Regions from separate parts of the Arabidopsis thaliana genome. Here region 2 is linked to region 1. Evidence: chromatin contacts called from public ChIA-PET data. All regions are on one chromosome and are shown on one strand. Each heading gives the region's core, a stretch centred on a gene start, on an enhancer-like site or on the middle of the called end of the contact. The rest is flanking DNA. Distances are from core to core; before and after follow the strand shown.

Region 1 (5,832 bases), core at 446-2,945:
GATCATAATGTTATAAGTTGTAGCACAAGGCAAACACCCTCGCCTCTCCATCGCCTCGAACATCTCTTCCGCTACGATATGCCGACCATGCTTACAATGACAATCAATAAGCGTATTCCAAGTCACCCTATCTGGTTCAATACCTTCGCTTAACATTCTATCGAAAGTCGTCATGGCATGATCAAGACAATTAAACTTCCCAAAGGTATCGATCACCACGTTATAAAACTGTCTATCGGGCTTAACACCGATACTCTTCATCTCTTTAAGAACTTGAAATGTCTTCTGCCATTCACCTCTATCGCGAAAACCAGCTAAGAGTCTACTGAAAACAAAAGAATTAGGCTGTACATCACCAGCTTCCATCTCTTTCAACACAATTCTCGCACTTTCCCATCTACCTGCATTAACATACGCATCGATAAGCAGACTATACGTATGTTCATCAGGCGAAACACCTCGCTTCTCCATCTCAGAAACCATTGACTCTGCGTCTTTCAAAGGACCCGTCTTCACATACCCTTTAAGCAACGCATTGTAAGCTCTCGTTCTAGGCTTAATCCCACTCTGTCTCAACTCCTCAAACAAAGCTTCAGCCTCCAAAGTCCTCCCTGAATCCGCCAACGCAGAGATAATCGATACAAGAGTAGCGGTTTTCGCACTCAAACCCGTCGCTTGAGCCATACCAAGAAGCTGCAAAGCCTTAGAAGGATCACCAGACTTAGCAAAACCCATAATAATATCATTAACTAACTGCACATCAAGCTCAAGCTTATCTCTTTCAATCTCTTTATACAATCTCAACAACATAACAGAATCAATCTTATTGCTACGAGTCAACGACTGAATAACCAAACTATAGTTAACAAAATCGGATTGATAACCGTCTTGACGCATCTTAGCGATCAAATTAAGAGCTTTTTCGATATCGTTGTTCCGAGCACAAGCACCAATCAAGGCATTGTATGTCAATGGTGTTAACGTTTGTTTCTGAGAGAGAAGAAACGCCTCGTAAAGCTTCTCGGAACGGCCAAGCGCGTGGATGAGAATCGAGTAAAGAAGCTCGTAGGAGAAACAGAGGTTATGTTTTTGTAGCCATGACACTACAGCGTAAGCTAAACCAAGAGATGATGTTGATGAGGTTAACGATTTTATCAGAGAGTGCCAGTATGGTGCTGGTACTGCTCTGTATGACTCGACGAGATCGAACTCTACCGGATTAAGCGATTCCGGTGAAGCTTCTGATTCCGATTCCGAATCTAGAGCTAACTCGACTGGTCCGAATCTTGAGAGGAATTTTAGGAGTGGAGAGAAGTCGTAGCGACGGTGAACCTCGGAGGAGAATTCATTGTCTTCTTCTTCATTTGTATCTAAACCATTCCATGAGGAGAAGTAAGAAGAAGAAGAAGATGGAGATGGTGAAGGTAAAGAAGCAGAGGTTGTTGCAGAGAAAGCTGAGATTGGTGGTTGGAAGAAGCGGTGGTGGTGGTGGTGGTGGTGAGTGAGGAAGTAGAGAGAGTGAAATCTAGTTGAAACCAGTGGTGGTTGTTGCAAGAGAAGCATAGTCTTCTTCTTCTTTTTCGTGCTCTTCTCCAATGGCGTTCGTAAGCTTTTTTTTTTTTTTTTTAATTATCGTTTTCTTTAGCTGTTTCGTTTGTGGTTGTTGTTATTGTTTCATTCTATCTCTAGTTCAGTAATTTCTGCAATTTTTGTTTATTTCCTTTTTGAGCACACACGCCAACTTCTCAGAGGATAATAATTTATGTGTTTAAAATTTGTAATGGTAAAACCGATTAAGTGATTGTAAGAGTTAACCATATTGTATATTCTACACGGGTTGATCAATATCTTTCCCTTGTTCTGATCCTATGTAACTACATCTTTTGTTCCGAGAAAATTGATTTTATAGTTTTTTTGTTTTCTTTTCTTTTTTCTTGATTTTATAGAGTTATTACATATATTTAAAAATAATTCTTGTTTAATTATTTAATAATTTTCATTTTATATATGAAATATTTTTTTATAATTTTAAACCAATGAATTTTTAGATATTTTTACTTTTTAATGACATTATGATATTTATGTTTTTAAAAAAAAAATTAACGATGAAAAGTTAATCCTATAATTTATATTGATGTTATACTTAATTTATACAAAAATTGAAAGGTTTAAATAAAATCTTGTTTTTTTTTAAAACGTCGTCGATCTGTTTTGAAAACGTTGCAATTTTTGTTAATCCAATTTATGGAAACATGTTAAAGCGTTTTAAATCAACGTTTAAATTTTCTTTAATGTTAGCTAAATGAGATTTTTTTTTTCAAACTTACGAATTATTACTTTTAAACCTGTGATACGGTTCAAAGTAAGTGGATATACACAAGAAGTCAAATAGCTCCCGTATTTTCATACAACAACACCATCTTTCTTGAAAAAATAGACCATATTTTTCGAGGTGATCTCTCGTTAGTATCCGTCAAGCTTTCATCTTTATGTTAGCACTTTTTTTCTTGGTTCAACTTCAATTTTCCTCTAGATTGTTCTAGTTGTTTTGATTTGTCTCAAGTCGATGTTAAAGTTTACATGTTTTCCTATCCGGAGTTGATATGGCGGTGAATGATAGTTGGTTCGATTTGATGGTGTTCTTGTTCGTGAGACAGATTTTTTTCGAGTAGTTAAGCTTCGCTCCTTGTCTTTGATTTGCATATTTGGTAGTGATTTGATAGCGTTTTGTAGAATTTTATTTAGACGTAAATTGGTGGCATATTTATTGTAATTTTACATATCAGATTATGAGTTTGAATGGTAACACAATACAGCTTTATATAATTTTGTACAACTTTCACAGTTACCAATAACAAAAACTTTATTAAAAGTGTTATAAAAAGTTTACTCTCAGCTTTTTTGTACAACTCTTTCTAACAGCTTTGCACTATTCAAATAAAGCTAACAGCTAAAAAACTTGTACAGCTTTTGGTTACCAATCAGACACTATGTAAATTTTTGGTTTTTGCTTTTGTTACTTTTGAGAGGTCGGCTCTTTTCTTGATAGGATAAAATTGTTGTTATTTTTGAGTTTGCTAGCATCAATAATCACAATTAAGATGTATCTTATTTTGAGAGGTCGGCTCTTTCTTTGATAGGATAAAATTGTTGTTATTTTTAAGTTTGCTGAGAGAATTCAAGATGATAAAAAAATTAAAAAAATCACAATCACAAGGTTTTAATAATAAGGTTTCAAATATAAACTTTTTTTTTTTTGCACAAACTTTCAAATATAAACAAAAAAATAATTTTAATACAAAGTCTATATATGGAGAAAATAGGAAGCCAAAATTGATAATTCACAAAATTAAAGTAAAATCTATTAGCCGACAAAAAAAAAGGTAAAATCTATTAAAATATAGATAAGGTTCTAGAAATTAAATAAATCTATTACCAATTCTCAAACCGACATAAGTACGACCAAAAAAAAGTTTATAAATAAAAGTCACAACGAGCCTTAACGCGTAGAATCTTCCCGTACTTTACTTTTCCGGAGGAATAGAAAATTGGGGGCTAGGGTTCGCAATTGTAGTTTTCGAGCGAAGAAGATGATCGAGGTGGTTCTCAACGATCGTTTAGGGAAAAAAGTTAGGGTGAAGTGTAACGATGATGACACGATCGGTGATCTGAAGAAGCTTGTCGCGGCACAAACCGGAACACGAGCCGAGAAGATCAGAATTCAGAAGTGGTACAACATCTACAAGGATCACATCACTCTCAAGGACTATGAGATCCATGACGGCATGGGTCTTGAGCTTTACTACAACTAGGTTTTACATCTTTCTTATTGTTTGCGATTACGATTGATTATCTTTCGGTTTTTGTGGTATGTGATTTGTTTGAGTATGGAGCTTTATTTTTGGCTTAAGATTTTGATTTTTCTGAAGATTTTGCGGAATTGAGATGTTGTTGTTAGTTGTGGACCCTGTGATTGCAGAATTTGGAGATTTAATTGGAATTTTGGAACCTTGAAAAGCCATTGTTATTAAAAACTGAAGCTTGTTATTGTTTGATTTTGTAGTAAGTAAACCCTTAAGGAGAATCCAAACCTTTAATTATAATGTTTTGGAATAGCCTAGTTGCTAAACCTTAAGAGACGCCATAAGTGAATAGCTGACCAATGTGTTTCCTTAAAGTTTTTGGTTTTTCAGAAACTTTAGCAAATTCAGAGGTTGTAGTTAGTTGCAGACCTGTGAAAAGTAGAACTCTAAAGCTTTAGTTGGACCCATCAAAATCCATTGTTATACAAAATTGAAGCTTTTAAGGATTTTGATTTTGTTCCACAGTATCCTAAGCATAGATAGATATGTTGAGGCTCCTTTAGTACAAAGAAGATATGATTGCTCGTAATGAAATAGATTGGTTGGTTAAAAAGATTCTCTATTATCATTCTTCTTCCACTGAAATGTGTTTTGATCTTTCCTAATCGTTTGTGTAATGAGAAGGTCTTAGAAAGACATGGAACCTTTGCTTCCTCCCATTGAGACACCCCCTTGTCTCTATTGGAACATGATTGATAACTCTGAATAAGTTGCTATTAATACTGAACAGTAAAGTCGCCAAACATTCCATTCAATTGTTTTATATAATAAATAACTCACATGGTAACTTGAGGTAGACAATATGCAGTTTTCCAATGAACCTCTGACATGTCTATTTTCATGATCGTTTGCGCATTGTCCTAATCTGATTATGATTCTATTCTTCGATTGGTATACACGAGCTTCATTGTTTATTTGCTTTTTCTATCTGGTCCAGGCCAATCGAAGGAGCTAAGCTGAAGGAGTGTTGTTGATTTGGACACCTACATAAACTCATATCAACCATGTTACATCTAAAAAAGACACAAGTATGTTGTAAGACGTGATAACTTCAAATTTGTGGTAATAATAATACATTCACTGTCAATGGTTTTAAACCCTTCCAAATTGTCAGATTGATTTCTGGTTATCTCTAAGTTTGTAGTATATTAGTCTTTTTGGTTGTATTGATGTGCTCTTTCTCCAAATGTTACCCATCTTCCAAATACCACTAGTGCTTATTGCTTACTGCTTACCACTGATTAGACACCAAACTTGTAGGCCTTTAAGCAGTGCAATATGAATGCAAGAACAGATTTTCTAGCTTAAGACGCTCTAGAAATCAGTTTCTTGTTTAAGAATTAAGATACTCTCACTAGTAATCAGGTTATATTTCATGGAATCACAATCTTTTTTGCCGTCAGCTTTACATACACCAAATTTGTTCGTTGATTAGCCGAAGTACGCTTTCTTGACAAAAACAGAACAAAAAAACTTGCTTCTAAGAAAAACACAATGATAGGAAACTAAAAAGACATTACAACACCTTCATTGAATGTAAGACTGGCCAGTTATGTCAACGTCTCTATCACCCGAAGAAGCTGGTTGCTTGTGTTTTGGTGTCAACGTCTTTACCTCGTCAGGCCCATCTGCGCTCTGTGTATCACTGGCCGGTGGTCTTTGCTGCTGAGGTTCTTTCTCTATATTCTTGGCCTCTTTCTCTAAATTTGTGGTCTCTTTTTCGTCGTCCTGACCGTAGAGGCCACCACCGTAGGCTTCGTGCGTCACTGGCTGCATCTGCGAGATATACGGTGGCTGGTGCTGATGTGGCTCGTACTTATCTCTCCCTTCCTCTGGCTCTTGCTTGGGTTCTTTCTCCATTGTCACTTTGTCTTGATGTCGACACTGTTGTTGGTCTATTTGTATCAAAAGTGGTCTTCAGACACGTTTACTTGCCTCCCACGTGCCATGATCTGAAGACGAACACGTT
Region 2 (6,175 bases), core at 1,199-3,698, 59 kb before region 1:
CTCTTTGAGATAAAATCATATGCAACATTCCTCGTCGTGAACCCAGGAACTGGGAGAGAGAACAAAAACAAGCAAACGAAGATGAATTCTCTAACCTTTGATTCCAAATTCACTCTTGGTTTAGTTTGGGTTTTCTCATACCAATCTCTTTGTTTTTTTATTCAATTTGATTCGGTTCGGTTAATTTACTTCTAATAAATTCCAATCAATATTGGTTCGGTTTGGTTTAGATTTTATTCAAATTTATTTGGTTTGTTCGAATCAGTTTCGGTTTAGCTCTGGTTTTATTCAAAATAGTTTGGGTTTTGCTCTCTTTGTTTTGTGATTCAATTTGATTCGGTTCGGTTAATTTAGTTTTAATAAATTCCAATCAAAATTGGTTCGGATTGGTTTAGAGTTTACTCAAAAATGGTTTGGTTTATTCAAATCAATTACGTTTTAGTTCTGGTTTTCTAAAAAAGTTCATGAGCACTCTATTTTACTCTAACCAGTTAGTCATAGACTCAATAAAACTTGCATCTTATAAAAAATTATATAAGATCTGATTCATAATAATTTAGTTAGAAGAAATTTGAGGAACAATAGTAACGGAAGCAAAATGTTAAAAATTCACCAAATAACTAAAATACAAAATTGCAACAGATGGTTCAAAAAATAGTTATCTTTCAAAGAATTTTTAAAGACGAGCTAATAAAAGAATAGAGACTTGGTTTAAGCCTTTCTTGCAGCACGACCAAAATACTTGGCCTTTTCCTCGCTGGTCTGGAAGTGACCATGTCCCCCCTTCGATGAGGTATCGACGAACTTGAGATTAATCACCTCCATCGCAAGACGAGAAGTCTGCCTTAGCAGTGACTGACGAAGAGTCACAACTCTCTTCTTTGGACCCATGCAGCAACCCTTAATCATCAAGTAGTCATCCTTCACTATACCGTAATGTGCGAATCCTCCCATTGGAGTTATTTCCTTCTCAGTCCTAAGTTTGAAAAAAAGACATACCCTTTCCTCTGTGACGATTAGCTCTCTTCCTTGGTAAGAAACCAAGAGAACCATGTCTTGGATGCTCAAACTTCCTGTGAGACATTCTTCTTCTCCTCCTAATTCGTTTCAATAAACAGTAAATTTGAAATCAAGCTCTAATCAAAATAACTCTGAATCAGTTCTCTATTGATTCGACTAAGATTCTAACTAAGTCTGAATCGTAAAATCTTTGAAAATGGAGGTGGAGGAAGAGAGAAGAAGAAGAACCTGAAACTCCGATGAGCCCTGCGGCGTAAGACTCTGACGAGAAGTGAGGAATAAAAAACCTATTTACGTTCCTTTTATACAAAACCTTAAACACGTTTTTGAACATTTTTAAAATGTGAACCCATTTTCCTTATTGGGCTTCACAAAAGCCCAAATCAATGGAAATTAGGGTAAATAATTGTGCCCTATATAATGTCATCTTCATCTCTCAGCTTCCGTCTTCTATACCATACTCCAAATCTCGTTTTTGTTCAGTTCTTAATTTCAGTCTGCACTTTTTTTTCTTAGGTTTGAAGAGATTGATGAAATCAAATACATCGATCGCTAGTGTCTTGAAGACGCGATGAGCGTCGATTTTCCACACGAGATTTCTGACTCTTGATCTGTTTTTTTCTTTTTCGTCATAAAAAAAAATTGATTTGATTTCTTTGGTGGACATTAGATAGTATCATCCCTTTTATAATAAACAGTGACAAAAAAAGTTGGGGAAAAAAAAAAAATATAGTATCATCCCCAGCATGTTATTTTTAAAAATAAATTTAGTACATAACAAAATGTTTACGGATGTTAAAAATAGTATTTGGATCAAATATTAATCATAATCATGACAAGAAACACTTGAACCCCACAAATTATAAGCATAAACAAAACAACTCAAGATCTTTAAACGAAAACAAACAAAACGAAAATCTGTGACAGTGTATTCTTCTACTTTTTCTTAAACCAATTCAATCGAGTGTTTTAAGACCATTTTGTCTGTCCTATGACGTATGTTCTGTTCTGTTTCGCTTAGTTTTACGGTTTCTTATGGTTTTGAGCTCATATGATTTTGTTCTGAACCCTTGAATTCTCTAATAATGAAAGCAAATTATGTAGATATGAGTTTGTTCTGTCTAATTATCTTAGTAATGATGTTGTCTTAAAGAGTTCGTGTTTGATGCTTTCCTTAGGTGTGTTTGGTCTAGGTAACAAGTAATGAAATGAGTTTGTGTTTGATGCTTTTATTAGATGAGTTTGGTCTAATTATTTTAATGCTTTTACTAGAATCCAAAATATTTATAATTTATCATTTTAAAAGTATGATTTATTTCTCTTAAAGAAATCCATGCATGACTCTACCATTAAATAATAAAAAATATAAGAATTCAACACAAACTCTAAACTTTGAATTGTTCAAATTTATAATTAAAGAAAAAAAATAGAGTCACTTTATCATTGAAAATTGTCTTAGGGGTATAAATTAGTTTAAGCAACTAAACCTTGTAGTTTAATTGTTCCAAAACTATAAGCTAACTAATTTTGATATCAAGTAAAGAAATTCCCACTTCATAGCAGAAATTTTCAAGCATTTTACACATACTTCGTAACCACCAATATCGTCAAGACACGTGTACAACCTGCGTAGACTTTCTCCAGCAACAATCGTTGACTTGTCTTATCTACGACTACGACTCAATCAAAACCTTACACTTCCTCCTCCGTCACTATCAATGGCGGATCATCTCTTACTCTCTCTTTCTCAATCTCTCTCTCTCAATCTCATACTGATCCCAAACACTATCCATGGATTACCAAATCTCACTAATCCTAGCCACCAGCATAAGCTCCATCTTCCTCTTGCTTATCGTCTTCACCGTCGTTATGATCGTATGTCGCCGTCGTCCTCCAATCCAAAACCATCCTCGCCGGAATCGTAACTTCCCCGACCCCGATCCCGATCTAAACACGGAAACAGTAACCGAAAGCTTCGATCCATCAATCTGTGAAATATCCATGGCGGAACTCACTATAGCAACTAAAAACTTCTCATCGGATCTTATCGTCGGCGACGGAAGTTTCGGTCTCGTTTATCGAGCTCAGCTCTCAAACGGCGTCGTAGTCGCCGTTAAAAAGCTCGATCACGACGCTTTACAAGGATTCCGAGAATTCGCAGCCGAAATGGACACTCTAGGTCGTCTCAATCACCCAAACATAGTTAGGATCCTCGGTTATTGCATCTCGGGATCAGATCGGATTCTTATCTACGAGTTCTTAGAGAAAAGTAGTCTTGACTATTGGTTACACGAGACTGACGAAGAGAACAGTCCATTGACTTGGTCAACGCGCGTGAATATCACGCGCGATGTGGCCAAGGGTTTAGCTTATCTGCATGGTTTACCGAAACCAATTATACATAGAGATATCAAATCGAGTAATGTGCTGTTGGATTCGGATTTCGTGGCGCATATTGCGGATTTCGGATTGGCGCGAAGGATCGATGCGTCGAGGTCGCATGTGTCGACGCAAGTGGCGGGGACGATGGGGTACATGCCACCGGAGTATTGGGAAGGGAATACCGCGGCGACGGTTAAAGCTGATGTTTATAGTTTTGGTGTATTGATGTTGGAATTGGCGACGCGGAGACGGCCGAATTTAACGGTTGTTGTGGATGAGAAGGAAGTTGGGTTGGCTCAATGGGCTGTGATCATGGTGGAGCAAAATCGGTGTTATGAAATGTTGGATTTTGGAGGTGTTTGTGGTAGTGAGAAGGGAGTGGAAGAGTATTTTAGGATTGCTTGTCTTTGTATTAAAGAGTCGACTAGAGAAAGGCCTACTATGGTTCAAGTGGTGGAGTTATTGGAGGAGTTATGTCGATTTATGTAGTCATATTAATCCAATAGGTAAATGTAATTAGTCTTTTTTATCACACAAGTGAAGTTCGTTACATATTGTAATAATTGGGTAAAATATTCGGACCAAAAGAAGTTACAAAATAAGTTTCTATGTTCTGCTTATTTACGTTTTAGTTTTAGAGATTTATGTATTAGGAACTAGAGTGTTTTGTTTTTTGACTTTACGTCTATGTGCTAAACATCGGCTGAGATAATTAACTTTTAGGATCTTCTGTCAATCTTTAAAATTCTATTGATTTTTGAATGATTGCAAAGAAAACAAAACTTGAAGTGATTCTATCAATTTTAGGTTTCATTTAAAATCATTAGAATTGAGGATTTAGAAAAGGTAAAAAGGCATTTGGAACTGTTTAGTGTTTACCATGACAGATGAAGGAGCACACACACGTACTGTTGCAGTAAAGTGAATAAAAGAAGTTATTCTAAACATGAGAGATTCGTGAGCTTTATTTTATCGTGCCATACAAATATACAATCATACTTTAACCATTGTTCTCTGCTATGAGATAAGAGATGCTTCTTTCTTTCTTTCTGCAAGCATTTTATTTAATTTGGACTCCAAAAATAAAATTAAACACCTTGATTAGACTGTTTAAGAAGAATTCAGATTAATTATCAAGACTTGTTTTCAGAAAAGTATAAAATGAATGTTTTCAGGAAAAAAATATAAATGATTTTATTTTTTTTGGTAAAATATATAAATGAATAATGATAAATAAGGAAAGATACTACAATTAACATATATATACTCATACAATCATACGATGCTTCTTGGGCCTAGGTTAGCGAAAACCATGAATAAGATTGATTAATTAGGTCAAACTTTATCGTACGATACATTATTTAAGAGTCTCACCGATTTTGTGTTCATATCTCTCATCAGATAAGAAAATACAAATACGATCATGAATGGAGAAGAAAACTCAGATTCCATCCCTATCGATCTCATTCTTGAGATACTCTCGAGATTGCCTGCAAAGTCAATCACTAGGTTTCATTGCGTCTCAAAGCTATGGGGTTCCATGCTTTGCCGTCCATATTTCAACGAGTTGTTCTTGACCATATCGTCAGCTCGTCCACGTCTCTTATTTGCCTTTTCAAAACACGGTGAGTGGAGGTTTTTCTCGTCGCCTCAGCCTCAGAATCCATATGGGAAGTCATCTTTTGTAGCAACTGCGGATTTTCATACGAAGTTCTCTCAAAACCTAAACATTTGTAACTATACTTCTGGTTTGGTATATTTCTCTGCTATGTGGATCACAAAGGCAGATGTCATATGTAACCCTAGCACGGGACATTATGCGATGTTACCTAAATTGTTGTTGACGTATGGAGAGACGAGAAGCTTTTTTTTGTTTGATCCGGTTGGCAAGCAATTCAAGGTATTGCTCATGAATAAGATAAACAATAATGAAACAAAGGACATTCATATTTTGACATTGGGAACTAGAAAAGTGAGATGGAGGAAGATCCAACAATGCCCCTTGATCCATATTGTTTCGCATGAATGGATATGCATCAATGGGGCTTTGTATTACATAGCTTATAACATTGATGATTTCTTGGGGTATATAGTTTGCTTTGATGTCAGGTCCGAGAAATTCAAATGTCTAAATCTAAACCAAGACTGTTTTTCTGAACGATCTACTAAATTGATATACTATAAAGGTAAATTAGGTGTGGTTAATTTGAAGTATGCTCATGGCGGTGGATTTCCCCTTAAGTTATGTATGTGGGTTCTAGAGGATGTGGAGAAACAGGAATGGACAACATCTGTGTACACTTTGAGGGATGAGGATAGAGTCGTTAAGGTTTACTACGATCTTTTTATTGTTGGGATAACTGCTACAGGTGAAATTGTTTTGGCGAAGAAAAAGGTATGTAAGCCGTTTTATGTCTTCTACTTTAATCTCGAAAGGAACACTCTCCTAAGTGTTGAAATCCAAGGTTTTGGAGAATACCAAAGCTGTTGTAGTGTTCACGCCTTTGTAGACCATGTAGAGGATCTTAATGTTTACGCCTTTGTAGAACATATGAAGAAAACATATGAATATGATGCAACATCAATAAGCCCATCAGAACAGAAGCTTTAACCCACCTAGAGATGATCATCAAGTGAAGCTCGGTGCTCACCTGGAACAAGTGCTAGCAAATTCAATGCATTGGGTCTTTTTGATGATGGTTAATTTACTGATGCTTCCCTTGCAAGTTTTCTTCATAATATTGCAGTACATTTTTGTTTTATTCAAATCACA

What was found. ChIA-PET counts read pairs in DNA pulled down with a chosen protein or histone mark.
Region 2: an H3K4me3 ChIA-PET map of shoot shows a contact between it and region 1, with 10 read pairs. The contact joins the promoter of AT5G42440 here to the promoter of AT5G42310 in region 1. A contact is called at or near these places in 1 of 26 Hi-C or Micro-C datasets (seed embryo) and 1 of 2 datasets of contacts at active chromatin or transcription factors (shoot).

What each region holds. Positions count from the first base shown.
Region 1 is chr5:16,911,591-16,917,422 of TAIR10.1, reverse strand. It overlaps AT5G42310 (Pentatricopeptide repeat (PPR-like) superfamily protein), which reads right to left and starts at 1,695. Exons shown (of 4, transcript NM_123596.4): 1 at 1-1,695. The coding sequence starts at 1,563. It overlaps UBL5 (ubiquitin-like protein 5), which reads left to right and starts at 3,432. Exons shown (of 2, transcript NM_123595.4): 1 at 3,432-3,812; 2 at 4,801-5,832. The coding sequence starts at 3,591. The coding sequence ends at 3,812. It overlaps AT5G42290 (transcription activator-like protein), which reads right to left. Exons shown (of 1, transcript NM_123594.4): 1 at 5,225-5,832. The coding sequence starts at 5,723. The coding sequence ends at 5,391.
Region 2 is chr5:16,971,150-16,977,324 of TAIR10.1, reverse strand. AT5G42440 (Protein kinase superfamily protein) reads left to right here and starts at 2,448. Exons shown (of 1, transcript NM_123609.4): 1 at 2,448-4,123. The coding sequence starts at 2,812. The coding sequence ends at 3,891. It overlaps AT5G06305 (a small nucleolar RNA gene), which reads left to right and starts at 1,543; the gene lies at 1,543-1,626. AT5G42430 (F-box and associated interaction domains-containing protein) reads left to right here and starts at 4,826. Exons shown (of 1, transcript NM_123608.1): 1 at 4,826-6,013. The coding sequence starts at 4,826. The coding sequence ends at 6,013. AT5G42450 (Pentatricopeptide repeat (PPR) superfamily protein) reads right to left here and starts at 113. Exons shown (of 2, transcript NM_001344452.1): 1 at 1-113. The coding sequence starts at 28. It also overlaps the pseudogene AT5G42445.